Regions from separate parts of the Mus musculus genome. Here all the other regions are linked to region 6. Evidence: chromatin contacts called from public Hi-C, HiChIP or PLAC-seq and promoter capture Hi-C data. All regions are on one chromosome and are shown on one strand. The core of a region is the stretch at or near the end of the contact, and the rest is flanking DNA. Distances in the headings are between cores, read along the strand shown.

The links. Promoter capture Hi-C pulls out the DNA fragments that hold promoters and counts their contacts. Hi-C and Micro-C count contacts between places; a contact is called where the count stands out from the background. HiChIP or PLAC-seq counts read pairs in DNA pulled down with a chosen protein or histone mark.
Region 1: a contact with region 6 is called in a Hi-C map of B cells, with 8 read pairs. The contact joins the promoter of Trit1 here to the promoter of Rlf in region 6. A contact is called at or near these places in 12 of 39 promoter capture datasets (the 3T3-L1 cell line, the C10 cell line, cranial neural crest and 7 more), 2 of 484 Hi-C or Micro-C datasets (B cells and muscle stem cells) and 13 of 115 datasets of contacts at active chromatin or transcription factors (the NIH/3T3 cell line, astrocytes, bone marrow-derived macrophages and 7 more).
Region 2: a contact with region 6 is called in a promoter capture Hi-C map of pre-B cells, with 11 times the contacts expected there. The contact joins the promoter of Ppie here to the promoter of Rlf in region 6. A contact is called at or near these places in 11 of 39 promoter capture datasets (the 3T3-L1 cell line, 3T3-L1-derived adipocytes, the C10 cell line and 7 more), 8 of 115 datasets of contacts at active chromatin or transcription factors (the SCID.adh cell line, embryonic stem cells, epiblast stem cells and 5 more) and 2 of 9 other capture datasets (adipose tissue and liver).
Region 3: a promoter capture Hi-C map of hippocampal neurons shows a contact between it and region 6, with 6 times the contacts expected there. The contact joins the enhancer-like site here to the promoter of Rlf in region 6. A contact is called at or near these places in 7 of 39 promoter capture datasets (the 3T3-L1 cell line, cranial neural crest, frontonasal cranial neural crest and 4 more) and 3 of 115 datasets of contacts at active chromatin or transcription factors (embryonic stem cells, epiblast stem cells and large pre-B cells).
Region 4: an H3K27ac HiChIP or PLAC-seq map of trophoblast stem cells shows a contact between it and region 6, with 6 times the contacts expected there. The contact joins the promoter of Bmp8b here to the promoter of Rlf in region 6. A contact is called at or near these places in 4 of 39 promoter capture datasets (cranial neural crest, maxillary cranial neural crest, pre-B cells and 1 more) and 7 of 115 datasets of contacts at active chromatin or transcription factors (embryonic stem cells, epiblast stem cells, forebrain and 3 more).
Region 5: a contact with region 6 is called in an H3K27ac HiChIP or PLAC-seq map of trophoblast stem cells, with 19 times the contacts expected there. The contact joins the promoter of Mycl here to the promoter of Rlf in region 6. A contact is called at or near these places in 9 of 39 promoter capture datasets (the 3T3-L1 cell line, the HPC-7 cell line, cranial neural crest and 6 more), 8 of 115 datasets of contacts at active chromatin or transcription factors (embryonic forebrain, embryonic stem cells, epiblast stem cells and 3 more) and 2 of 9 other capture datasets (adipose tissue and liver).
Region 7: a contact with region 6 is called in a promoter capture Hi-C map of pre-B cells, with 8 times the contacts expected there. The contact joins the promoter of Mfsd2a here to the promoter of Rlf in region 6. A contact is called at or near these places in 8 of 39 promoter capture datasets (the 3T3-L1 cell line, cranial neural crest, frontonasal cranial neural crest and 5 more), 1 of 15 datasets of contacts at CTCF or cohesin (the NIH/3T3 cell line), 1 of 484 Hi-C or Micro-C datasets (B cells), 7 of 115 datasets of contacts at active chromatin or transcription factors (the NIH/3T3 cell line, astrocytes, embryonic forebrain and 4 more) and 2 of 9 other capture datasets (adipose tissue and embryonic stem cells).

Annotation. Positions count from the first base shown.
Region 1 is chr4:123,014,517-123,018,575 of GRCm38.p6, reverse strand. Trit1 (tRNA isopentenyltransferase 1) reads right to left here and starts at 1,983. Exons shown (of 11, transcript NM_025873.3): 1 at 1,793-1,983. The coding sequence starts at 1,966.
Region 2 is chr4:123,138,219-123,141,883 of GRCm38.p6, reverse strand. Ppie (peptidylprolyl isomerase E (cyclophilin E)) reads left to right here and starts at 1,933. Exons shown (of 10, transcript NM_019489.6): 1 at 1,933-1,982; 2 at 2,920-3,018. The coding sequence starts at 1,952.
Region 3 is chr4:123,049,527-123,053,548 of GRCm38.p6, reverse strand. Trit1 (tRNA isopentenyltransferase 1) reads right to left here. Exons shown (of 11, transcript NM_025873.3): 8 at 3,995-4,022; 9 at 1,374-1,483; 10 at 948-1,065. Among named protein-coding and RNA genes, the nearest start is that of Gm46868, 29 kb to the left of the region's middle. Within about 2 kb of position 2,653, at least 147 of the 459 cell types and tissues checked have an H3K27ac peak or open chromatin away from gene starts, as enhancers often do. A contact at or near this core is called in hippocampal neurons, where this site is marked.
Region 4 is chr4:123,102,833-123,106,756 of GRCm38.p6, reverse strand. Bmp8b (bone morphogenetic protein 8b) reads right to left here and starts at 1,596. Exons shown (of 7, transcript NM_007559.5): 1 at 1,082-1,596. The coding sequence starts at 1,406.
Region 5 is chr4:122,994,449-122,998,397 of GRCm38.p6, reverse strand. It overlaps Mycl (v-myc avian myelocytomatosis viral oncogene lung carcinoma derived), which reads right to left and starts at 2,467. Exons shown (of 3, transcript NM_001303121.1): 1 at 2,248-2,467; 2 at 1,380-1,884. The coding sequence starts at 2,328.
Region 6 is chr4:121,213,726-121,217,658 of GRCm38.p6, reverse strand. Rlf (rearranged L-myc fusion sequence) reads left to right here and starts at 2,575. Exons shown (of 8, transcript NM_001346660.1): 1 at 2,575-2,824. The coding sequence starts at 2,588.
Region 7 is chr4:122,959,893-122,963,555 of GRCm38.p6, reverse strand. Mfsd2a (major facilitator superfamily domain containing 2A) reads left to right here and starts at 2,368. Exons shown (of 14, transcript NM_029662.2): 1 at 2,368-2,615. The coding sequence starts at 2,523.

The DNA.
Region 1 (4,059 bases), core at 734-3,233, 1.8 Mb before region 6:
CGCAGGCAGTGCTACTCGGACTCAGTAGATGGGAATGTGGGAGGTCGGTGCTGGGAGAAGCAGATTCTGTCCTTCTCAAAACAGATTGGGATTCTCAGAAACAGACAAAATGGTGAGCTGCACCTAAGTAGTGACACCCAAGGTTGTCCTCTTGCCTCAGCTTCCAAAAAGAGTGAAGATCACAGCGTATGACACTTTGCCCAATTTTAAGCTCTTCTTTTATAATTCATACTGACCTATTTGTTTTTCAATTTGTATTTGTGTGTGTGTGTGTACATACAGACATGTATGTAGAGGCCAGAGAGGTCAGGGTCAGGGTCTCCCCAGCCTAGGCACTTCTTTAGAGACTTTCCATGACATTCATTGATTTCTCCCTTCTCAAGAATTCTACCAAATTTAATAGTCTATCACGAAATCCAGCACTTGTAGTCTCTTCTGATCTTCTGAACCCGCCCACCTGAAAATGCTCTATAAGTAGCTCTGTTCACTTATTAGCTCTGTCTTACTCTATGTTTAGCCAGACTAACATTCCCCAATATAAGGAGTTTGGTCTAATGTACATATACACACACACACACAGTCACCATAGTTTTCACTGTTAACATATTTTTTAAACACTTGTAATAAGTGCTTCACATATATTTCATTTAATGATCACAAGGTTGTTTTTTATATTCTTCCTATTTTAGCAAAGGAACAAAGGTATCTTTGTTCATGTAGCAAAAAGTTGGGGGAAAAAAAATCTGGCTGAGATTCAGTTCAAGCTAAACTCTTTATCTCCCTAAGCTGGCACAAAGCAGGCTGCAAACAACTATTTGTTACATTACCTTACCTTTTAGTATAAGCTGATGATCTTATCATGGAAAAATAAATTATGAGGGTAGAAACAATGTCAGGAGCCTTATGAGGTAAAGTGGGGCAAAGAATTAATTACTAATTTTAGGTTACTAACCATGAGTTCTGCGACTGGTTGTATATGTTCGACACCTTTGAACATGCCTAACAGCTGTTGTAATTCTTCTCACATTCACCCAAAATGTCACCTACTCTCTAGCTCAAATGCTCCTACATCCCCGAAAGTCCTCTCGCAAAGAGGACAAAAGGATTAAAAAACAAAAACAAATAAACAAAAAAGCCCTCAGGTTCAGCCAATATTTACCACAATGTCTGACCTTCGAGCTGGCCTCCCTCTCTCCACTGTAACACTCCAATGTCTCACTTATTAAATACTTTAGCCTTGTGATTGTGGGGCAAATGACATTTCCTCCACTTTACAAATATAATATTCAAGTAAAGGGCACTGTTGATCTGAAGTCACGAAGCCAGTGGCTGCCTCTGACTGCTCTAGTGCCCAAGAAGACACTCACAGGTGGCATCTGACTTACCTTGGGCTAGAATTAGAATTATGGCAAAATTTGGGAATAATTAACTTACTGAAATTCACCGGATGTCAACCTTAAACGTTCCACTATCTCTCCTCCATTTATTTGCAATGTGCCACGCACAAGGTCACTTCACCTCCCCAGCCCCCAACATTTTTATCCATAAATGAAACTGTTGGTACTATCTACGAAAGAGTAATGGCCTGAGAAGTTACTTAGCGATCACAGGACACAATGGACACTGTCTGCCATTGGAATGGGTACCTAGCAGGTGTGGGTTCCTTTCATCTGGATCCCCATACGCCTCGAGGTTCACCCACTACAGCCACGCGACAGGGTGTCCCCTAGTCCAGAGGCCCGCACGCGACCTCCAGGGTTCCCAGGCCCCCGGGCCAAGCACGCTGCCATACCTGCATGGAGTCGGCGCTGACGATCTCGCCGCCGAGCCGCTGGCCTAACTGCAGAGCCAGGGTGGACTTGCCAGTCCCAGTAGCCCCGAGAATCACTACAAGTGGCAGTGTTCGCCGCAGGCCTCGGAATCCAGAGCTCACAGGAACTGCTCGTGCAGCAGCCGCAGCCGCCATCTTGAAGGCATCTGAGCATGCGCCGAAGCAGCTGTCCCCATGGCAACAGTCAGTGCGCCGGCGCGGATCTCCGGCTCAGAACGCGGGGAGGGTGGAAAGGAGGAAACTGTGGGACAAAGGTACCAAGCTTAGGAGGCCCATGACGTAACTGCCTTCGACTAGCTGAGATTAGCCCACCGACTTGCTTTCTCAAAGGAGAGATGGCAGCCCATCTAAAATATTTCTGTCTACATTGCGTCCAGGCACCCAATTCTTTTTCCTCATAGCATTAATTCAAGAATAAAACTGTATAACTGGCCTCTGGTTTATTGTCTGAGTTCTACCACAGGCTGTTAATTTCACAAAGACAAGAAGCACATTCTGACTAGTTCATTGCTGAGTCTCCTGTGCCTAGCACAGGCACCCACCAATGATTAAATGGACAGAGAAACGACTTGCCTACCTTAGCGTTGGATTTAATAAGCTCAGAGAGTGTCCGATTCTCAGTCATTCTTCAAAATCAGATCTGTCCAATTCTCAGTCAAGAGCATGGCTCTAATGTTTGAATTCCACACTCATTTAGACACAATCAGAAAGCAGGACAAAGCTCTGCGTTGGCATAAAGCAGTCAAGAGATAGGCTTAAAAGCAAAAGAACAAGCAAGTGAATGACAACCCAAAAATTAGAAGAGGAAGCAGAAGAAAATCAAAGGGTAAAGCAGATACAAGTGAGGGAAAGAAAAATCAGAATCAAGGATGGCCAGACTTCAAGATTCCACACACCACTTTGAGAAATGGCTTTAAGAATCCAGAGAGATGGTTTAACATGTAAAGTTGCTGGCAGCCAGATCTGATGACCTGAGTTCAATCTCCAGGATCCGCATGTGGAAGGAGAGAGCTGATGCTGACCTCTGTACACACACACACACACACACACACACACACACACACACACACACCACACACACTGAAGTTTAAAATTAAGAAAGAATGGTTATGGAACCCGATGAACCTAGATTCAAATTCCAGCTCTCAGACTTATCAGCTGAGAGCTGATTAATTCTCATCAGAATTAATTCCATTAGCAGCATTTTTTTTTCTCTTTGTCTGAAGACTGAACCCAGGCCCCCCCTGGGTGCTGAATATACACTCTAGCACTGAGCTGAGCACACTTCAGACCCTTACTTCACCTCTTAACCTCAGCAATTTTATCTTTCCATTCTTCCAAGGATTGCCATAAGGAAAAGGTGAAATAATGTCTGGAAAGTGCTTGCTTCAAATGCACTGGCACATAACAACCACCATTTGTTAAACAGTTTGTGTTATTATAATTGTACAATCCCATCTGCCTCCCTAAATAAGTAAGAGCAAAAGCCTAAGGGCAGAGAATCTTTCAATAACGTGTAAAGATGCTTAAATACCCCTTCTGCTAACCTCTAGCTAGTTGGGCAGTTTAAGGGGTCTGAGGATGCAGGTTTAGTGGTAGAGCATTTGCTTAGTCAGCATGAGGCTCTGGGTTCAGTCAGCACTTGGGATGGGGGCGGGGGCATAAGTGCTTTTTCTCTGAGACTGCTTCGGTCTAGCTCCTAGGTAAAGCCACGAGTAGTCTGATATGTTTTGTAATGTGGTGGCATGATGCAGCAGGAGGAGGTGCCTCAGCATGGGGCCGCTGAGACCCCCACCCCCAGGTATCAGCCACCCAATGGGTCTAGTAGGAAATGTTTATTTGAGGGATGAGAAGGGAGTGGAGGCAGAGAAAGAAAGGGGACAGAGAAGGGCAGAAAGAGAGAGGAGGGAGAGAGAAGGGAAGAGGTTGGCTGGGAAAACGTGGGGAGGGGGCAGAGAGAGAGAGAAGAGAGAGAGAGCAAGCCTGAACAGTCAGATAATAAGAGCCAGACTAGTACCTGGCTGTTGCTAGGTAACTGTTGGGCGGGGCCTAGGAGAAAAGCTAACATAGTCCCCCACACATCCAGAAATCCTGAGTATATCACTGGCCTACCTAGAATGACTGCCATTATATTTTTCATCACTTCAATCTCCTTAGGCTAAATGGCCACTCTCCCAGACCTAGGCTAAACCATATAGCTACAAATATTGTTTAGGAGAACTCCCATT
Region 2 (3,665 bases), core at 684-3,183, 1.9 Mb before region 6:
TTTCACAAAGCTTGCAGGCCCTGACATGAGGTGGCCTCTACCCATCTCTCCTGCCTGAACATGTGTCCTCCATTTCCACCTCATTATGCTCCTGCCTCTCAGCTCAGCTTCCATCTTAAAAGTCTCCTCAAGGGGCTGTGAGGTGGCTCAGCTGGTAACAGCGCTTGCCTTGCAAACCTGGGACCTGATCTGGTAGGAGGAGAGAATCTACTCCATCAAGTTGTCCTCTGGCTTCCACAAGTATGCGTATACACACACATTTGAATAACAAAGTTTATAAAAGTTACCTCAGGAAAATCTAAATGCTCTGCCTACAGTAGCTGAGGATATGGATCAGTGGTAGAATATTTGCCGAGGAATGGTCTTCAGCTCTACGTCTGATCTCCAGCACCGTAACTGAAGGGACCCGCACACAGTGTTCCCTCTTGAACACTGGGTTAGGCACAAACCACACTCAAACACCTATTTCCATAGAGAGATCCTTTACTGAGCAGGGGAAAGTGACTGTTCTCCGCTCAGGCAGACAGCAGCAGCAAATGACCTTGTGGGTGTGATGTTTTTTTAAGAGGAAAAAGAGGGGAATCTGTGATAGAATGGCTAGGATGTGGTGGTCATGTTTTGGTTGACCGTATTAATTAGGGTAGGCCAAGGGGGGATTTGACTGTTGTAGTGGCTATTTCTGGTTGTCAACTTGACTATATCTGGAATGAACTACAATCCAGAATTGGAAGGCTCATCAGTGACCCTAATCTGGAGGCTGAGAGATAGAAGTTTCTGACCTGGATCTCAGTATGGAGATCTTGAGGCATAGTGGCTATGGATTTCAGAAGATTAAGACAGGGAGATCAAAGATTAAGATTAAATTCCTTTACTATATAGAGACTACCCACAGTTCTGTGACTCTAGAGAACCCTGACTAATACAATTGTTGAACTTTAATACTTTGATAGCTGGACCTTGGTGATCATCCTCAGGAGGAGGCCAAATAAGGGAATAGACCTTATTTGGCCTACGGCTAGCTTTAGGAATATAACCCTGTTTGTTTGTTTGTTTATTAGCAAGGCAGAGGGAATGGGGAGAAGGACAAGGCCTGCCACACCTGTGCTTACCAAGCTTGGGCCTGCTAGAGCCCTTTAACAATACAGCAAAGCTTCCTGTGGTGGTATATGCTTTTAGTCCCAACCCTCAGGAAGAGATCTCTGTAAGTTCAAGGTCAGCCTGGTTTACATAGTGAATTCCAAGATATTCAGGACTACATAGGAAGATCCAGTCTCAAAATAAATACATAAAATAAAACTTGTTAAATTTCTATTTGAGGTAGGTTGGTGGTATTCAATTGGGATTTCAGCACTGGGGAGGCTGAGATCTGGAAGGCATAGTGGGATACTCTAACAAGCAAACAAATGTGATCCTACTGTTTTGTACTGCTATTGAGAACCTATAAATTTAAATATTACGTTAGAACAAGAGTATAGCAAACACTTTGCCCAAAGGGCCAGATGGTAAAATATCAATGGCCGTGGGAGGAACAGGTCTCTTCCCTTTGTAACATGAAAGCAGCCAGACAATAGAAAAGGAACGGATGTGGCTATACTCTAACAATTAAACTTCGTGATATTGAAATTTTAATTTCATATAATTTTCATCTCTCAAGAAATATTGTCGATCCTTCGCCTCACCCCGGTTCAAAGTGTAAAAACCGTTCTTGGCTCCCGAATTGGCCAAAAACAGCTGCCTGGACAGCCCGGACCATAGTGTGTTGGTAATGGTTCAATTGCCGTTAATATCTAGGTTGATCAGACCAAGGTTTGTTTCCTTCCAGCTCTGGGAGCTACAGCCAAGAAGGGGCGGAGCCTGCAGCCGCACAAAGACCCGCCCCGACCTAAGGGGAGGGGCGACGGCGAGGGGGCCGGCCGAGTGCCGGCTTCCGGCGGAAACGGGCGCGAGCAAGATGGCCACCACCAAGCGTGTGCTGTACGTGGGTGAGCAGGCGCGGGAGCTAGACTTAGTCTGAGCAATGTGGGAAAGGGGGAAAGCAGCCGGGGTCTATGGAGGGCTTGCTGGGCCTGAGGGTGTGAGCCCGAGATGGAAGGACAATTCCGGCGACCTTCCTAGTCCACTAAGCGCACAGGAACCCCGACGAGTGACAAGAATTTTGGGCTTCCAAATCCCTCCCGCCCATTCGTTTTACAAACATTCAGTGCGGAATGGCTGGATCTCTGCCCTAAAGGAGGAGTTACCAGACTATCTAGGAGAAAGTGGGAAATAACCTACACACCCTAGCGTTGTAATAGGGACTAACAATGATGACAGGAACTTGGGTGAGGGCAAACTTTCTGTTGCCGGGACGCAGAAGTTGAGCAGGAGTTGGGCAAAGAGTCAGAGTAGAGGCAAAGCTGTTCGCTGCACCGGAGCCGAAGCTCAAAGGCGTAAAAGAGCCTGGCGCCTAGGGGCAGCTGGGTCATTTTTCGAGAAACTCAGGGAAATTGGGGAAAACAAAATGGAAGATACAAGAGAGATCGGCGAGAGTCGGATGATAACCCTGTGTACACTACCAAGGAGCTCTCACTTTATCTTGAGGACAGTGACATTTAAGACTTTGAAGTCTAAGAGAACCGATGGATTCATTTCCACTTATATTTGGTTGGGGGGGGGCGGTTGGAGGAAGGAATTGAGGCAGAGAGGTCAGTTACAAAGCTTTCACAAGAGTTGGAGATCGAATCAGAACTGTTTAAAAGGAGATTGAAGAAAGGAAAGTAGTGTGGGTAGGCTGTAGAGAGAGATGTTTGTGTAGACAAAGGACTGGATGGAAAGATCCCTCCCTTTGCCTGTCATACCAGTGACAGGCAAAGTCCCTGGTGTGCAGGGACCTCTGAGTGTGTAGGACAGCGGCTCAGAAGGTCCTTGGCTCATTTGCAGGCGGGCTGGCAGAAGAGGTGGACGACAAGGTTCTTCATGCTGCATTTATCCCCTTTGGAGACATCACAGATATTCAAATTCCTCTGGACTATGAAACAGGTGGGTCATTTGAGTGTCTTTAACGCTCATTACCCTCCGATAGGGAAAGAATTAAAGTCACATTCCAGTTCTAAATTTACATTCTTAAGTTCTAGTAGAATTCTTGCCCACCATATGAGGCTTTGGTTTCAGTTCCCAGCACTAATCACACAGAGACACACACAGAGGGGCAGAGACACACACAGAGACACACACAGAGGGGCAGAGGGGCAGAGACACACACAGAGACACACACAGAGAGGCAGAGGGGCAGAGACACACACAGAGACACACACAGAGAGGCAGAGGGGCAGAGACACACACAGAGAGGCAGAGGGGCAGAGAGGAGAGAGACAGGGTGGGAATAGCAAGATCTTTAAACTCTGAGTCTGGGGAATCTCCCCACCCCCTAAAAACCAGTAGAGTAGTTGATGGCCACGGTGGCACATGCCTGTAAACCTAGCAATTCAGAGGCTGCAGCGGGAGGATAGAGTTTAAGGTCAGTCTGGGCTACAGCAGAAACATATGCAAGAAATGTTCTACTGACTTTCTAGTTGGCACTGTTGTGTGGGGGCTTTTTCTTAGCTCAGAATTTGTCTCAGGATAAAACTGAATCTCCTTACAGGTTTTAGAATTTATCTGTAGTTGATCAGATTATATATTTGGTT
Region 3 (4,022 bases), core at 1,404-3,903, 1.8 Mb before region 6:
TAAAACAAGGTCTGAAGTGTGAGTGTGGCAGTGTTGAGAAGCTGAGAGACTTTGTGTGGGACGAAGAGTCAGCTTTCTTCTCTAACCAGAGCGTAAGGCAGCCCTGGGCTCTGGGCTCCTCTCCACGGCAGCAGGGGATGGGAGCGCGGACTCGACAGATGGCACTACAGAAGGCTCACACAGCCAAGCTCACAAAGGCTCCCCCCAAAGGACAGTCAACAAATCGAACCACTAAGTTTCCTTTACAAAGCAATCAGACGCCCTCTCTCTCTTCCCCTTTCATCATTATACACCAACAACAATCAGGGCTTCTTCTGCTGCTCGGACGGACACACAGCCGTCCCAGTCTCTGACAATGGGGTGCATTTTGCCAGAGATGCCAGTTAATAGACCTAATCATTGTATGGGGTGATATGGAGAGAAACATCTACTCTGAGAGTCCCAGCGAAGCACACTCTGTGCAGGCTTCCTGCCGCTGGGCAGGCTAGCACAGGCTAGCTCTCACTGCACTTCTTCCCATCTTCTGTCACAGTCTGAGCCATCACCAGTTCAACAAGTTATCTAGAGAGGCTGAAAGACCTCTGGGCCTGAGGAACCCATGATGCCTGCTCCCTTCCAGCTGTGCTTCCGCTCCAAACTAGCTTGCAGGAGTTGCCTAAAATAACTTTATTTCTCTGTCCCACAACTAAGTTCTACACAGGAAAGGCCAACAAACTTCTCTCAATAGAATATTCCTATTCTAGCTGCATCTGGAGGACAACGGTCTTCTGCATGTCAGGCTACAGAGGTAATGCCCTAGTCTGGGAAAGGTTCTCAGGAATCTGTCCTGTTACAAAGCTGATTCCAGCATTCAATTATTAAAGACGAAGTTTTAGAAAGTGTGACACCCCCACCCACCCAAATATATTTCCCATGACCCTCCACACAGCCCCTCATCTGCACTCTACCTGCCCATTCCCGGTCCCCAATGATGATCCGGTCACAGAGGTCACACATGTGGTAACTTCTCTTGTTCTCACTTTCATTGTATGCCATCTTCACTGGCATGGCTGTAGGTTTGTGACCCTAAGAGAAAAACAGGCAGGGGCACTCAATGCAAAGAGATTTGGGGACAAGTCTTTGATGTTAAAGAGAATGGGATTTTCCCAAGATTCCTTTTTCATCCCCCAGAGAGCAGGTGGGCTGTTAACAGATTTTAGCAACAACCTTTCTAAATGTGAAAGCAAAAACAGGCTCCAGAGATGTAACAGCAGTAAGCCCTGCTGCTTTATCCCATTGAAAAGGCATTTGGCTCGCCAAAATAGCTGCAAAAGTGCCAGTAAAAGACAAGACTCTGCAAACCTGATCATAGGCCATGCCTCCTTAATAGTCACCTGGATGAAACTTTGTACTATATTGAGAGCAGGTTCCAGAACAGACTCCTCCCACTTGGAAACATCAGATACTTCTAAGCCATATACCGGGGGGACACTGGGCCCAGGTCCTAATGACGACAAAGAAAAGTTGTGAAAGTCTGGCCTACAAGTTCCAATCTCTTCTGTTTCTAAGACTCTTAAAACCCTCAAGCAGAATGCACGGGGCCAAAGGAGTGACACTCTGACTATGCTATGATTCTACTATAAATATGAGCCACAACCTCAAAGACCCATAGCCTGACTCACAGGCAGGAAACACGAATGACCATGTAAACAGGGACTTAGGTGCAGAGTCTTCGATCCGTAAGGAAATCAAAACGGAGTAACAGCTCTGGTGAGTACTAGGTGGGCTACTGTGATACAAAGACAGTACTTTATAGGAGGAACTAAGCTAAGAGGTTTGAGTAAGTGCCTACTCTATTAGCCTTGGGGCTGATCTAGTTAAATCTCACCCTGCCCTCCATGCTCTTGGGGAGGAGTGTCAGAGAGTCATGTGGCCCAGCCCTGACTATCCTCAAACTCACTATGCACCTGAGTTAGGTCTTAGAGCCCAGACCCTCCTGCCTCTCTACCTTCTAAGTGATGGGATTACAGCCATGTAGTACAACACCAGGTTTCCGAACACCTTTTTTAAGAACCATATATAAAGGATGAAAGCCCACTCTGCGGTAAATACTTCCGAACAGACATGAGACTGGAGGGAGAAGGAAAAGACCCCACGCATCTGAGCACATCAACCGTGCTGTAATACTTTAGCTACAGTTCGCCTCTGCATTCCACAGCCACACTAGACTGCCTTCCACAGCTAGGTGAAGTTAGTTACCTGAAGGCAAGAAGCATTGTCCCATAGACAAAAAAATATCAAAGGCATCAAGATGCCAACGGCTGGCAGGTGCTGGCCTTTTGAGTGTGCCAACCACAAATAAGATTCTCCATAGACCGGACTGGCCTACACCTGCCGCCACATGGAAAGGTGAGACCAGGAGAGCGCAGGCAGCACCCACAGCACACCTGGCCTTAGTCAAGCTCTGCACCTGTTTCTAGGCCACTCTACATTTCCCTTTCTCCTCTAAGTCCTTTGTTGGGCTTCTGTGCCCTGTCTAAGCACCTTTCAACAAGTTCTCGGCTCCCAGCTGCTATTTCTGGCTTGGGTCCAAGGCCAAGCTGGGGTGGGGAAGTCCCTCTGGCTCTCTGCCAGGCCATATCCCAGCAGACTAGTCCTGGCCAATCAAATGTGGCTCCTGACTTACAGGGCAGCTGTGCCTTTCACTCTGGCACCAGGATTGAGCCTGCACAGAATGAGGTGCCATTAACCCCTCCAGCCTCAGAGACCGGAGTTACTATTGCCTTACAACAAGAGGAACTTCTAAATCATTACAAAAAGCTTCTGTTTCAGACTTACTGTCAGACATGGGAAGGGAAGTACTTGAGATCTGTGAACATCAAGTTCAGCTGAAACTAAGATGGGACCCATCTATGTATCAAGACAGGAGGCAAAGGGTAAACTGAAGGAAGTGACACCATACACTAAGGTGTACATGGTCAAAGGCACCAAAGGCCAGGGGCAGAGGCTTCAGCTGGCCTAACCTATAACTGAAAGCAGAACTCTACTGGCAAAAAGTAAACTGGAGATGATTCAGAAGTGTATTTCCAAAGTGTCCACAAGATAAAAGTGGAGTTTCACTACACTTAAATTAATCTCCTTTTAGCTCATAAGCATACCACTGGGGACCTGAGGGCCGATATGAATGCCGGGTAGCCAAGGGCATAGCTTAATGAAACATGAGCCTACACTTAAGAGTCAGGCCTGTGTTTGGGCTCTCTTGCCTACTAGCCAGGGGTGAAGGTCTTCATGTTCTTATCTGTAAAACAATTACCTTCACCTTGAAGCCTCACTTCAACTATATATAGCACTAAATTTAGTGCCAAAGACACAGTATGAGACTTTCCTTCTCTCTCCCTTAAAGCTCTGTCCAAGTCTGGACGTGGTGGCGCACACCTTTAATCCCAGGACTTGGGAGGCAGAGGCAGGTGGATCACTGTGAGTCCAAGGCCAGCCTGGTCTATACATCAAGTTCCAGGACAGCCAGAGATGTTATACAGGGAAACACTGTCTTGAAACCTTCCTCCCCTAAAAACGTTCTATCCCATTAAAGTTTCCTTTGAAGCAAGTCAAGTACCATGTATATGATCACAAAAATAAAGCAAGGAGAAACATTTCATTTTGCTCTTTTTAGTAAAGATCACCAGACCCAGGCCCCACTTTAACTGGGAAAGTTCCCTGCAGCTTTCTGCCTGCTCTTCAGGTACAAAACTGAAGACAGAATCAGATCTGAACACCTAGTCTGCTCACACATTGCTATGCTGCTCTTACAATCTGTTGTAGCCACCACCATCTGTTCCAGGGTGAAGACACATCTTCAATGGAAACTTAAATTGTTTCTCTTTTTCCCCCTGAGACATCATTAGAAAACACCCCCAATAACCATCTATGCAAAAGACCTTGGGGTCCAATTCTTAGGACAGATCAATACTCTGTTAAAAAGGATCCAGAAGATGAGAAGAAAAGTGGGACTTACTGCTCAAAAAGCGGTTTTTAACCCATCG
Region 4 (3,924 bases), core at 347-2,846, 1.9 Mb before region 6:
CAGAGGTTTGGTTGTCCTTTTCCTACCTTAAGGTGGCCTGCCGCTACCCACCCCCACACTCTGCTTACAGTCTGGAAAGTTCTCCTTCCCCTGGAGGGAATGTCACAAAACTGAGCACTGGATGCAGACCCACGCAGCCCGGGCCTTATCAGGTAGTTTCCAGGCGGCCACTGCTTTCCTCACCTTGCCTGGGAAATAAGAGACTGTGCCTGCTGGGAGGGCGAGCAGCTCCTCGGGTACAGAGGCTGGTGGCCATGCCAAGGCCCTTCCTTGCTTGCCCTGCTCTCAGCTCAAGTCCTGGTACCCAGTCCTAGCCCCAGGCTGTCTGTTACAGACAGGAGCAAAGCAGGTAGGGACTGAACCAACAGTAAATGCTTATGGCTACAGATAAAAGTTTTGGGGAAAAGACCTTTAAGACTCGTAGGAGAAAGTGGTCCTGATGTCTACAGGTCCCTGGAGAAAGGAGGAGCCACGCTTCGGGAGAATGGACTCACAGCTGCCCCTTGGGTCACTCACTGGCCTGAACACTCTCCGTGCCAGGCCAAGGTCCAGCTGCTAGGGCCCAGGCCCACAGGACTACAGTCATGTCTGAGTCTGTCCACTCCACCTCCTGACACTGCACCCCACCCACCAGTTCCTACTACACAGAAAGAGCCCGCCATCCGGGCGTGAGGGTCAGCTCTGGTCACTTTGATATGACCACAGGTTTCCACACTGAACTTTGTCCCTCTCTTCAGGGCTGCTTTTATCACAGTGACAGCATCATTTACTCATCAGTCTCCCCAGGACTGACTTCCGGTGCCACCTAGGGGACCTGGGCATCACCAGATAACTACTCCTAGGCATCATGGTGAGACAAGGCCTGGGGAACCTGCGCTAGCACTCAGACCTTCCAGTCCTGACCCCTGTAGTCCTTGCTTCCCGGGTGATGAGTCTGCCACATAGCGATTCCCTAAGCAGGGTCCTCACGCTCCTAGAGGCCTATCCCCAGTCAGATGGCTAGAATAGTCCCTCCAAGACAGGAAGCCATGCGCTCTCCACGTGGAGACTGCGGACACCCTGGGTCCCTCTGCACACTCACCTATGTTGACAAAGCTCATAATCAGGTCAGCACGGTCCAAGTGAGGCTGCGGGGTCCCACCGCCACTGTCATCCGTCATGGCACGGTACAGGTCCAACATAAAGAGGGGCGCAGACGCTGGCTGCTGGGCAGCCCCGACCGGTGCTCGGGATCGGGGCCGCCCCGGCAGCCCCAGCACCTCCCGAATCTCGCGCTGCATGTCGCGGGGCTCGCGTACTCCTAGTCGACGCTGGGGAAAGACGTGCGGGGGATGCGAGAGGTGACCGCCGCCCAACACGCACAGAGCCAGGCCCAGTAGCCATAGGAGTCCCGGACGCGCAGCCATCTCGGACGTTTAGCGGACTCGCATCCAGCGACGCCTCGACGACAAGGATGGGACAGCGCCGCGGATCCCGAGTTCGCACCTGTCGCGGGCAGCTCTAAGACGACTGCGCTCCACGCGCTCCGCAGGCAGCAGCCCAGCCTGTAGGTCCCGCAGAGCAACGTGGGCCCGCGCGGTAGGGAATAGCGAGTGTCCGGAGCAGGACCGACTTTCGGGGACTAGAACCCGGAGCGCTTCCTCGGCTCCTCCCCTTAGTGAACTCAACCAATGGGGGCTCTGGGGCGGGCCCGAGCGCGGACACACGTCTACAGGGTGTCTGTACCGCTACTACTAAAGGTGGGGGTGGAGGGAGCGAGTGGGACCCGGAGGTAGGTATCACCGGTCGGGGAGAAGCCATCATGGGTGTCCTGGGCCCCCATCCATCTGCCTGGGCACACTCCGGGCTCCGCGCGGAGACGTCGGTGTCTCTGAAGCAGACACCTGCACCTTGGAGCGAATTGCTTAGAGTTGGGAGAGCGCCCAAGTCCGGGAGCTGGGGTGGGCCCCACATGTCTCCGGAAGCGCCCATTGGACTGGCCGTCGGGGCGGGGCGGATGCCAACCATGCCTCGAGGGTGGGGCACATTCTGTCGCCAGAAGCTGCCAGGGCCCGGACTCCGCCGCTCCTGTCTGCTAGGTGCCTTCCCCGCTGTCCGGGGAAGACGCCTCCTTCACCGATGAGCGCTGGTTCTGTGCGCCAAGCTATTCTCTGCCAGGCCCAGACAGACCACACTGCTGGCTAATCCAACCTCAGATTGACTCTGGAGTATCCGGGAGGGAAACCCAGGCACACAGAGCTTAAACACCTTCCCTCAGGCCGCACAACAATGGAACTAGAAAGCTTCAGGCACTGGGTGGTTGGCTGCTGGAGAGGCTACCAAGAGGGATATGCGTTAAAGGGCTTAACAGACAGTGCGCTACATAAGGGTTTTGACCAACTATGAATTCTTTAGCGTGGATTCAAAATAATATTCCAAATAAATCACACCACCAAAATCATCTTGATGTGATCCCCTAAACGGTTTAAAAAAAAAAAAAAGATTTATTTATTTATTTGATGTTTGTGACTACACTGTCGCTGTCTTCAGACACACCAGAAGAGGGCATCAGAATCCATTACGGATGGTTGTGAGCCATCGTGTGGTTGTTGGGAATTGAACTCAGGACCTCTGAAAGAGCAGTCAGTGCTCTTAACCACTGAGCCATCTCTCCAGCCCCTCAAAGATTTAAATGTCAATTAAATCCTTAATGCAATCTTTCAGTTGTGCCTCAAGCACACACTAGTCTTATAACCGAATCAACAGGTCAATTTCCATACTATTTCAAAGTCCCATAAAGACAATGGATATGCCAACTAACCATTGAAAATGGCTAGGTGAGACAGAACAAAGATACTGAAGGCAAGGATAGGTTGAAATGAGGATGGACTTAGGTGCTGATGCTGGAGGCGGGTAGAGCTCTCTCTCTCTCTCTCTCTCTCTCTCTCTCTCTCTCTCTCTCTCTCGTGTGTGTGTGTGTGTGTGTGTGTGTGTGTGTGTGTGTGTTGCGTTGCAGTACTGGGGATTGCAACCAGAGCCTTCTACAGGCTAAATGAATGCCCAAACACTGAGCTAAACTCTCAGCCTTGTACATTAGTTACCACACAAAACATGACCCCATTTGCTGTACTCAATGATGCTTTGCCATTGTACTTCTCAAATATTTAAAACTGGCTTGCAGTGGAACCTTAAGGGTTCTCTGGAAAGTGTTGGATGGTGTTTTCGCTGGGTTAAACACATGAAGGAGTGTTTTTCCTGAAGTGGACACAGGTGAAAAGGGATGTTTAGCTGAAGCAGACACAGGAGAAAGGATGTTCTGCTAAAGCAAGCATGTGAAAAGACACATGACAAAGGATCTCTTGCTAACAACACAAGTGTATTGGTCCACCTTACACTGCGTAGCTGAGCTCCATTTGTCAGGACTCCATAGAGAGAAAAGCACCAGAAACTTCTGGTGGTGTGTGCAGCTTCTTGCCACTTCTGCGGACTCAGGCTGATTGGCAGAGTGATGTCAGCTGAGACAGACGCATGGGGAAATTTGCTAAGACTCAAGACTCGTGGAGAACACCTGATATTCTGAGGGCATATAAATAGGACTCAACGGACAGTGACAGAGGCATGGCTTGCTTGTGTAGCTAAATGCTTCTTGGTCTCTGGTCTTTGCTGATCTTCACCTGGTTAAGAGGCACAGCTGAAAACTTTTCCTGGCATTCCTGGTGATCCTGGTTCCTCCTGCTGACTCGTGCCAGTTTACCTGAGGCCTGGCTATTCCTGCTAAGTCGAGCCACCACTGCTGCTATCCCGACACTACTGAACTGGACTGCCGGTATGTCCATGAAGTGTTTGCAAGTGGATCAAACTGCTGCTGCTGACCTGTGAACTGAACCACTCATTTCCTGACAATGCAGACAGGAATTGCTCCAAAGAACCATTTCTAAACAGGTC
Region 5 (3,949 bases), core at 1,218-3,717, 1.8 Mb before region 6:
CAAAAGGAGAAACGGAGGCCCAGGTCAGCCTCAGTCCCTGTTATTTTTATGATGGTCTGGATTGCTAATAAAGATCTCCAAACTTCCAAAACGGTCTCTCTAACAGCCCTTGCGGAGCTGGCTCTTCTCTAGGTTCTTGATCTCAAGCTTCCTATCTAAGTCATCCGACAAAACATAAATTCCTGTTGCAGGTTAAAAATGACCTTAACACAAATGCATCGAAGAAAAAGAGACTTTTTAATTCTGTTCTCATTTCCCTCCATAGCTGTACAACTTCCACATCCAATTCCCCAGTTCCCTCTCAAAAGCCCATGATTCTTGATTGCTGCAGTGACTTTTCTCTGTCGGAAATGAATGTGCCCAAAGCCTCCTGCTGCACCTGCAATAGCATCCTTTCCCGTGTACTTCTACTGAGTGGGGGGGGGGGGGGGCTCAGAGGCTAGGGGAAGAGCAAGGTGGTCTGAGCTCAGTGAAGACTGCTCTTCATCAGTATGGAGGGAGGCCTGGGGCGCTACGACCATTATCTCAATACCAGAGATGGGACCGAGCAGGAATGTTGAATGTAGAAGAGCAGCCGAAGCCCACAGATGTATTGGGCGGGAGATTGGATACCTTCCTAAGGCCAAATCAACAGGCATCGTGTAGCTCTTCTCAAACAAGCTATGAGGAAGACCCTCTAAACACCAAGAAAGACAGGGAAAGGAGTTGGGAAAAGAAGCGACTAGACAGCAGGAGGCTGGGGCTCACTTGACTGATTTCCTGTCTCTAATCCTCAGTTTTCCCATCTGTTAAGAGGAGCGTTTACTCTCCCTCCACCTGTCTCACTAGTCACTAGTGATGGGAAGTAGTAAGGACTGGGACTGGGGTAAGAGAAGAGAATTAGCAATTTAAAGTGCAGCAGGCGGGAGATGGAGGTTTTCGAGTGGAGGAAGGCTTTTGGTTCTGCTCAAAAGGTATCTCAGTCTTTTCTCCCTTAGGGAAGTGTGAGTTTCCCAGGGAAAGAGGCAGCAACAAAAAAGCTTCAAGCTTGGAGTGACTCTTAAGGGAACCCTTTCAACCTCCCAAGGACAGAAATCCCCTACAGTCCAACCCGAGTATTGTCCTCTCTAAGCGCCAACCCTCACCAAGTCGCCCTGGTCCCCTGGGGCTCCAATCACCATCAGAGGGACGCTGGCTCCCTCCCCACTTCTCCAAACTGTTTACCAACACACCCACGTGCCAGACAGACACAGCTGGGGGCTACACCGACAGCTTCAGTCAGAAAATGGGGAGGTGATGGGAAGGTTTAAGATCTAATGCCTGATTTCAAACAGCGGTAGATAGAGCTCTGGCCACCCAAGGGGTGCCTCCCTCTTAGCTAGCCCCCGGGTGGTCCTTACCAGAATCGCTGGGGCTCTCGGACCCGGAGCAGGCCTGAGTCTTGGGCTCGCCCAGCTGACATTGGGTGGCGGGCGCCGGGTTACTGGCTTCCAGACTAGGAGTGCCGTCCGGGGTAGCGGGCGCTTTGGGCGGGTTCCCCCGGGGCGCGCCTGGGGCCAGCCTGTCGCTCACCACTCTCTCCAGCCGTTCTCGGGCGGAGAAGCCGCTCCACATGCAGTCACGGCGAATGATGGAAGCATAATTCCTGCCCCAGGCTTTCGAATGGCCCCGAGATTCCGCCTCGTCCCCGGCACCCCCTCCAGGCCACGGCTCCCCGGGATTAATCCCAGAGGCTGGGTCCACGGCGCCGGGACCGGAGCCCCAGGGCGGCGACGTGGGGGGCGACGGCACCAGCTCGAATTTCTTCCAGATGTCCTCGCTGGGCGCCGTGGAGCGGTAGAAATCCTCTCCGCAGTCATAGTCGTAGAAATAGTGCTGATACGAGTCGAAGTCCATGTCCGCTCCCTGCGGGAGGGAAGGGGGAGACGAGCTGACTGCGGTGCCCGCCGAGGGAAGAGGCGGCTCCGAGTCCCTCGCTGCAGCTGGCTGCGGGGCTCTGGTCTCTCCCCAGGCCCACCAGCTTGCAGCCCGCGCCCTGGTCCCTGCTCCTGGGAAGCCTGGCCTGGGGTCAGCTCGCTCAGGGCAGCTCGCAACGGGCCGACCAGGCTGAGGGGAGCGAGTTCAAAGCAAACTTTGCCAGCACCGCCCGGAGCTCAGCTCCGGGGGCACAGCAGGGCCGGGCGGGGGCGCGCTGTCTCGAAGGCAGTCTGCAGCCTTGCAGCCCGCCAGTCCCCTGGGGACCCCTGCCCGGGCCACCCGCAGCCTCACCTCGCTCCCGCCGCCCGCCACCTGGAGCGGAGCGGCTCCCCGCCGGCTCGGGGAAGCCCGGCAGCCCGCACACACACACATGCGCGCCACCGAGCGCGCGGCCCCGCACTCACGAGCGCGCCCCCCGTGCGCGCGCCCCCCGCCTCGCTCGCACACGGCAGCCAGGACGCTCCCGGGATCGACGCGGGAGCGCGATCTGCAGGCGCATTGTTTCCCGACTGCTTTATATCTCGTCGCGTGCCCGGGGCTTGGGGACCAGGAGGGGGGGTGGTCCCTAGGAGACAAGCCCCTCCCCCTCCCGCCCCTCTCTCCGCTGGCGACAGGTGGGGCCGGCCCCACCTCCTGGCTGAACTGGTCGTTTCTATTCTATCCCTTGAAGCTCCCTAATAAATTGTACGCTGGGGAGCGCAGAGCAGAAGAGCTGATGCAGCCCCGCAGTCTCCTGGTGGAGGCGTGACTGTTCGAGAGGCTCCCGCGGTCCAAGCGACTTAACTAAAGCGGCGCTCCGCGCCTACTCAGAGCCAAGGACTAGAGCTGCTCCCTGCCCCACCCTGCTAGTCTACTTCCCGGGGCGCGCCCCACCAGGTTCAGGTGCGTCCCACCCATGACAGAGGAGGTGGTGGTGGTGATGGTGGGGCACACACTGCACCTCCACCGCGCCACCTGGTGGCCCTCGGCCCTGAACCCAGGCTTCTTCAACCCATTGCTTCAGTAACCATTAGCCCATTCTTTAGCTCAGTGGCTTAAACCTTGAATAGCAGTGAAGATTCCGAGCTAGAAAGCCTGCAGTATATATAATCCCTCGGAGCCCCAATTTTACTTGTGAAATGAAGGAATGGTAATGACTTCACAGGATCGCCGGGCTGAATTTGTTTACTAAAAAGATAGAGCACCTTAGGAAAGGACATGAGAGAATTCGAACAACAGCAGCTTTATCCCTGGGGAGGGTAGTGAGACCTCTGTCATCCCCCAGGTCATAGCTGACACTTGACCCTTCCTTCACAGCCCTGCCTCCCAGAATTCATCCTCCACACAAAACTCTCCTAACGGCTGTTTTAGAGATAGGAGTGTAGGGGTGTGGAAACTTCATTCAGGCCCCTGTTTTGTGCTTCCTAGCTGTGGGATCAAAGTGTTTGAAGTTTTGCATGACATCCCTGGCCGAGACGATGGAGATATATATATATTTCCTTTGTGTTATCATAAACAGGCTACCTTCTGAGAAAGGAAAAGACTAACTAATTTAGGTCCAAGGAAGGTAACTTAGGATAGCAGCCAATTCATCTAGAATCCTACACCTGGCATCAAGGTCTGGTGTCTGGTTGTCTGCCATCCTTCTCTTCCTCCTACTCTTTTTGTCTAACTACTCAGAACTACAGGCTGTTGCCATCCTAACAGACTGAAGCCAGAAGGATAAACACGTCCCGTTGTTTTGGGCCAGGGAGGTGTGAGATGACCCACGAGTTGGGTGAGAAGACAGGGGGTGTGTGTGACTCTCCATTTTCCATTTGTTGTGTCTAAGGTGTGTGTAGGACATCCTTGAAAGCAGGAATTGGCTCGCTTTGTAGTCCCTGCACCTAGAATGACTTCTGGCAATATTTACGCACTGGCTTCCTGAGTGACCTAGCCAACCAGATTTTATTGAGACGGCCTGTATGCCCTGCTCTGTGCTGTACTGGGAGGCCCAGAAAAGGCTCCTGATTTG
Region 6 (3,933 bases), core at 1,326-3,825:
TATGGCATATGAGTAAGCTTTCAATCAGGTCCTCTCCCTAATTCTCTGAAATAACTGCAACTCGCACAAACACTGCATATTGGGACCAGTTTATTTCATGTCTAGCATCTTCCTGGACCCACAAGCATTTTATCTGTGATCCACTACTATAATGGGGCTAATTTCAGAGATGAGCTGGAGCTTTCTGTTTCCAATGTTTGAGTAGCTCACAAAGTCTCTTAAGCATACCCAGGCCCAAAGTCTGTTGTCTTAAAAACAAATTCCTCTAGAGGTCAGTTCTGATAAACTCCTTGGTCAAGCTAACTGTACCTTGGGAGAGTTAATTATCAAAACAGATGGGCACTGAGTCTCAGGGAGGTAAAAATAGATAATAGATAAATGGATAGATGGATGGATGGATGGATGGATGGATGGATGGACAGAAGAACAGAAAGATAGACTAGATAGATAGATAGATAGATAGACAGACAGACAATTTTTAAGAAACATCTTGACCATTCAACAGTGCCCTAGAGTCTCCCTGTATCTTATCTAGTATGCATTCTCTCCTTTCTCACTTTGTAACAACTTGAACAAGGCTTTTTCCCCCTAAGAAGCTTGATGATTGTCCTTTTATTGCTGTGATCCATTCAATATCCAAAATTGACTTGGAGAAGAAAGGGTTTGTGTGGCTTACATGTCCCAGTCCCAGGTGATCATTGAGGGATCTATTCCTGCACAAACATGACCAAGAAGCAGTTGGGGAGGAAAGGGTTTATTCAGCTTACATTTCCACATTGCTGTTCATCACTGAAAGAAGTCACGACTGGACCTCAAGCAGGTCAGGGAGCAGGAGCAGGAGCAGATGCAGATGCAGATGCAGATGCAGATGCAGATGCAGAGGCCATGGAGGGATGTTACTTACTGGCTTGCTTCCCCTGGCTTACTCAGCCTGTTCTCTTATAGAACCAAGACTACCAGCCCAGAGATGGCACCACCCATAAGGGGACCTCCCCCCTTGATCACTAATTGAGAAAATGCTTTGCAGCTGGGTCTCATGGAAGCATTTCCCCAACTGAAGCTCCTTTCTCTGTGATAGCTCCAGCCTGTGTCAAGTTGACACAAAATTAGCCAGTACAGATGCCATAGCAGTAACTCAAGCAGGAGCAGAGGCAGGAACTGTGGGGAAAACGCTTCTCACTGATTTGCTTCTATGCTCAGATGCTGTCCCTTGCTTATCCCTCCCAGTACCATCTGCCCAGGGGTAATACCACCCACAGTGGGCTGGGCCATCCCACGTCAGTCAACAAACAAAACATGTCATGGACATGCCTACAGGGATCAGTGGGATGGAGGCACCTCTCAGTTGAGGTTCCCTCCTCCCAAGTGACTCTGGTTTTGTATTAAAGTCACAAACAACTGACCAATCAGCACAATGGCTCATATTTCATGGAGGGGAAAGCAACATTTAGGTCATAACTCTCAAATCTCCCATTATCAAATTATACATTTACCTTCATCTAGACCCATTGTTTATAGAGTTCCTCCAGTTGAAGTGAGGGTATCCCTCATTTGTATACTAGACCAAACATCTTATGTTCTGGATTTTATATATATATATATATATATATGTATATATATATATATACATATATATATATATATATAATGTATGTGTATATACACACACACACACACACATATACATATACACACACACATATATACATATTTTTTTCTTGTTTTCACCACTTCATCTACTGGGCTCCAGCCACACCATTTTGCCATTCTCCCTTTTCTTCTCTGTTCTTCTTTGCATTTCTTTCTTGTCCCCTCCCACTAATACCTGGAACTCATGATCCTCCTGTCTCAGTCTCTCAAGTGCTGGATTACAGTGGCTTTGCCTTGGCTGTCCTGGAACTCGCTCTATATACCAGTCTGGCTTCTAACCCACAGAGATCCAGCCTGTCTCTGCACACCTCCAGTCGCAGCACTTGGGAGGCAGAGGCAGGTGAACTTTTAAGTTTGAGGCCAGCCTGATCTGCAATGTGAGTTACAGGACAGCTAGTCCTACACAGGGAATCCTTGTCTTGAAAACAACTTTTTAAAAGTCCCCCCCCCCCCCTTTTTAGTAGAATCGTCTCAACGCCATATATTTTGACCAATCCTTTTTCCAGCGACTAGTAATGCCATTCCCATTTTAAACCAAATTCCCTTCAGTTTGTTTTCAGGTCGGCCTAACAATCTTTATTTTCCTCCAACCGGGGATGCTTTTCTCCGAGCTTCTTTCTGGGCTGCCTTTCCCTTGCTCTTCGGTTCGCTGCTCCGCAGACATCTCTCTCATATCTCCATTGTCTCTAGGCCCTTTGCGCTCCTCGACTCTGAAGGGCCTGTAGAACCCAGGGCCGCTAGAATCTCGCCGTTGCTAGGCTGTTGCTAGGGCGGTTGCGGTGGAGACTTCTGAGAGGACCAACATTCGGCGTCCTAGTGACGGATAAAGTTGGCGCCAGCGTCGCCAGGGGGGTGCGTCACTAACACGGGCGATTGGGGGCGGGGCCAGGCGGAGTCACGTGGTTTGGTTGCCTACGCGCTGCTGGGCCGTGGGAAGATGGCGGACGGAAAGGGAGACGCCACGGCCGCCGCCGGGGCCGGGGCTGGGGCTGAGGCTCCGGCGGTGGCGGGAGCCGAAGTCGAGACTGAGTCCATGGCTCGGGGTCATCGCCCTGCATCTCCGGCGTCGGGAGCGCCGGGCCTACGACCGTGTCTCTGGCAGCTGGAGACCGAGCTGAGGGAGCAGGAGGTGTCCGAGGTCTCATCTTTGAGCTACTGCCGGAGCTTCTGCCAGGTGAGGGGTGGACTAGATGGCCGAGGGTGGAGGGGCGGGGAGGCCGGGAGAAGAGACTCGGGATCCGCCTCAACAGCCGGGGGCTTCGCGGGGAAAAACGCCACCCCCGTATCTCGCCGCGCCCCCGGGCCGGGCAGGCCCAGCTCTGCCGTAACCCGACTTCAGTCACTGCCCGGGCGGATTGCGCTGGGCGGTCCTGAGCCCAGAGAGCTCCCTGCAAGGGCTGTGCCCTGTCGCTGTTGCCTGGGTCCTGGCCGGGTGGTTGGAGCGCCACTGCCCCCCTGAGGGATCGATTGCCAGTTCCTGCAGGGAGATGCTTTTTTTTTTGAGTGGTGTGCTGATCTCCAAACTGAAAAACCTTGTTTTTCTGAACAATCAGGAGAGGTGGGCTCTGACCAGAGACTTATCTTTAAAGTCACATCTTTTGGCTTCCCTAAGATACGACGGTTGGTCTTGGATGGCGTCTGGAGCTTTCTGATTAGGGAATACTGAGCCGGTTGATTGGTTTTTGTGGGGTGTTTGTTTGTTTGTTTGTTTTTGCCACTGTGGGCGGGTGTGAAAAGATATGTTTATGCCATTCTTTGACCTGTTTTGTATTCATCTGCTGGTTGTACTACTAGGAATGGAGCCTGGTAGCTCTGTAATGGAGATTAGTCTGAGTGGAAGAGGTCGGGAGAGAGATATAGAGAATGGCCTCTTTGGCAGTCGGGTGATTGATCGTTTCTGTGCGGGTCCCAATCTGTGGGGCTACATGCTGACAGATGTGATTTTAAGTTTGGTCTCCGTGACCACGTTGCAGTTTTTTTTCTATGTTTTCGAGTGTCTTCCAAGTGTAAATGCTTGCCGTCATTGTTTCTGCATCTGGTACTTAGACTATCAGGTTTCTGCCATCCCTTTGCTCCTCATTTGGAGTACCTTAGAGAATAGAAAATAATCGAGGTATGTTGGTACGTGGACTCTTAATGAGCAATTGAGTGCTGAAAAGATTGTGGAGTTAGAAAGTTGTAGTTGGAGTAGTGAGCAATCTGCTTTGTTGGTCCTGGGCAGAATTAGTTGTCTCTGTTGAGTTCATTTGTATCCCACTCTTTGACCCAGAACTTCGTCTATTT
Region 7 (3,663 bases), core at 1,119-3,618, 1.7 Mb before region 6:
ATCAAACCCTTGTCTCTCTTCTTTTAGTTTTGGGTTTAAACATCTGTAGAACGGGGTAACAAAAACACCCTCTGTCATCAGTGTTGGAATAAGTAAATTAGATGGTATACACAAAGCAAAAGCACTGAGCACCATGCTTGCTCAGGAAACAGTGAGAATTTGGTGACTGGGGACTGTTGGGTTTATGATGCTCTGATTTGCTCATGATGATTTACTGTCTCTCGGGTTGCGTTACAGAGCTCTGTCCTGACCAGTAGGGCTAGAAGTTAGAACAAGCTGGGCCTGAATTCAGAGTGGAAGAAAATCGTGGGCAATAGAGCTAGGATTCAAAACAATGTCCACAGGCGGAAGTAAGCCAGATGTCATTATTCTGCTGAGCGCTTGGGGACACTACACAGAATAGAGGATGGTGAAGAAACCTGACTTGACCCCAAGCTCTGGTGCTAAGAATCTGAATAATTTAGCTAACCACAACCTGATGGGAACTAATCACGGGAGAGAAAGGCTCTGAAACCCAGCAGTCTTAGGCTGCATTAACAATGTGTCGTGTCCAGACTGGGGGAAATAATAGGTCTATTGTACTGGCTTGGTCAGGCCATATCTGGAATCTTGCGTTGCTACACTGACAGACTGGAATCGGGCCAGGAGGGGAACTAGCCCAGCCTCAGCTCCTGAGTCCTTGTGCGCGAAATGTTTCCTGTACAACTTCTTGTCTTATCCCCCAGACAACGCTATTAGGTAGGTCCCTATTTTGTACACAAGGAGGTTAATAAAGTTGTTCAGGAACAACTAGATAGCCCGTCCATGGAGGTGCCTGGGGTTTTTCTGAATGGGCTGGCTCCTCTGGTGCTTCAGCTCACACTCACTGTGATTTAGTGGGATATGGGAGTGAAAGAGATAGAGTTCTTATTTTCAAGGAGGGCATAATCTGGCTCGGTTATTCAGATCACTTCTGGAATGCTGCCATTCAAAGGAGTGAAGAATTTAGGGCTGGAAGAGACTGTACAGGACTCCATAGCTTCCCTCCTATAGTATGGAAGAGAGAGAGGGCAGTGTGACAGTGGGGACAACAGGCCTTCTTACAGTCTTCACTATTTCCCTTGGCTTGTTTCTGGACAGTGATGTGCCAGGGCACACAAGGGTGCTGTGGCCATTGTGGAGGAGTCAGATCTCAATAGCTCTTCCCTGCAATCTGAACTAAGAGGAGGGGAAAAAAAAAAAGCTTGACACTGAGAAACACAGGTCCTGTGTGAGCGGTCTCTGAGAGTCTAAGCAGTAACTTCACTGAAGAGGGAGAGCTGGACTTGACCCAGGCTCCTGGGGATCTGTGAAGGCTGGAGTGCCATTAGCAGAGGTGGAAGGAAAGGCAGCAAAGACCGTTCTCTGCTGGCACCTATGCCTGGCCTCTGTTTAGATGATGACGGTCCTCCCTTCTTTCAAGGACCACATTCCTCTGCATGCTCTTTCTCAAAGCTTTTCTTTTCTCTTCTCTCTTTTCTTTTCTTTTCTTTTCTTTTCTTTTCTTTTCTTTTCTTTTCTTTTCTTTTCTTTTCTTTTCTTTTCGACACAGAGGGCTGCTGGCGTCTTGTATCTCCCAGGGCTTCCTGTCTGGGAGCACAGACATAGCTCAGCCTTCTGTAATTTATGCTGAGGGGCAGAGCAGGAGAGTTATGAGTAAAGACTTTGGAACTGGACAAAACCTTTCTGGCCTGTCTGTGTCGCAACAGCTGTTCTTCTTGTGTCCCCCTTTCCTGGGTTGTAAAATGGGGATAATAATAGTACCACCCTCAGATGGCGTTCATAAGCACCCAGTGAGGTCATGTTAAGCCTGTTAGAAAGCTACCCATAAACGGCTGCTGTGGCCATGGCTCCTTCTTAGAACTTGCGAGTTCCCCTGCCTGGAAGCGGTAGCCACTGGACTTGGTAATTTTTCTGTCCCATTGAAAAAGGCCCCTACTTTTCAAAGGGAGGAAGAGGAAATTGTCGATCTTGAGACACGAGGGACATTGATAATGAAAGTTACAGCCCATGGCCTCAGGTTTGGGGGAGGGGAGAAGCCACCTGACTCCGGATTTTAAAAGGAGCTGATGGGGATTCAGAAGTCAAGGGCCACAGGCTCTACTCAGGGAAAACTCACTCTGGGGGACCTCGGACAGGTCACTTTCAGCCTGGGACTTCAGTTTCCTCGGGCGAGTCAGGTGGGTTTCTCAGCTTTGCTTAGGTAGTTAGGAGCACGCGGTGTGGGTTGCCGGCTTTGAGAACGTGGCTGAGCAGCGAGGCTCCGCCAGCCGAGATGGGCAGGCGCGTGCAGGGATTGGCTGGAGGCGCAGGCCCGAACCTTTAAGAGGCGCGGAGGGGACGTGCTAGGGAGTTTTCATCGCCGGCGTTCCTGGTTTGCTAAGTGCTAGCGAACGTAGTAGTGGCTGGGGCTGCGCCTAGGATCGGAGCCACAGGCGAGTGCCGGCCGGCAGAACACAAGAGCATCCCGGCGTCCCGGTCCCACGCGGCGTGGCCCGCGGGTCATGGCCAAAGGAGAAGGCGCCGAGAGCGGTTCCGCGGCGGGGCTGCTCCCCACCAGCATCCTCCAAGCCAGTGAACGGCCGGTCCAGGTGAAGGTGAGGTCCCGAGAGGAGGGCAAGGGGTGGTGGGCCGGCCGGGATGTGGGTATAGGGGCGTCGGAGACTAGGTCTGGCCTTGGGACACTTGGCGGTAACAGGGTACAGCGAAGCTTGAAAAAAGCAAGGAGTGCTCTGGGACCGGGAGTGATGGAGAAAGTCTGAAGCCCCTTTGCACACCCCTACAATGGGTTTGCGCCAAGAGAGGCGCCGGCAACTCTACGCGGCGTGGGGCTCTCCCCAGCGCTCTAGGTTCTACTGTGCTGAGCCACACTAGTTTCTCTCCCTAGACCTGAAGAGACCCCAGAAGTCTGAGAGTCCCTTTGGTTCTCCATCTCTCACCACCCCCCACTCTCGTGCTTTAACTCTGAGGAGGGCCACTCAAGTTCATTCATAAGAACAAGGGCTTTGCTCTTAAAGGAGCCGCATACCGAAAGCGTTTGTGTGACTGAGGGTTCACATGCACAGAGCTCCGCGTGTCTCGACATCCTCTCTCTCCGATCCGTTCTAACTCTTTGGATCTATTTAACCACACCATGAAACCATGCGGCCCCAGGAAAGGAATCTCTCACAATATAGCTAATTGGGAGGTGCTTAACTTTTCCTTTTAATTTTATTAACTGTTCTTGGAAGAAACGAGTAAGCAATTATGCTGTTACCATGTATGAGTAATCTCTACTTTCCCTGGGCAACCTCAGCCTCCCCTAGTGCTCCACCCGGAGAGGGCTGAGCCCTGCACCTGGAGCCCTTTTTACCCCTCTCCAAGGTCCCCTAGGAGCTGGAAAGGGTGCGTGTTAGGCAGATGGATGGTAGGACTGCTCAAGGGTTTGCCTGGAGCTGAAGACTCCCTACAGGGGCCCGGGAACTTTGGGACAGATTGAAAGAACAGCTGAGGATGCAGCGGGCTGGGCGCCCCCCCCCCTTCTGGTGCACTCATCCAGGACGCAGGTGGATCCTAGCTGCTGCGGGGCGTCAGGGAGGGAGCCTGGGCTGGGCTCAGGGAACTTTTGGCAGCAAGAGGATTTTCAGGTTGTGGCAGCTAGTGCCA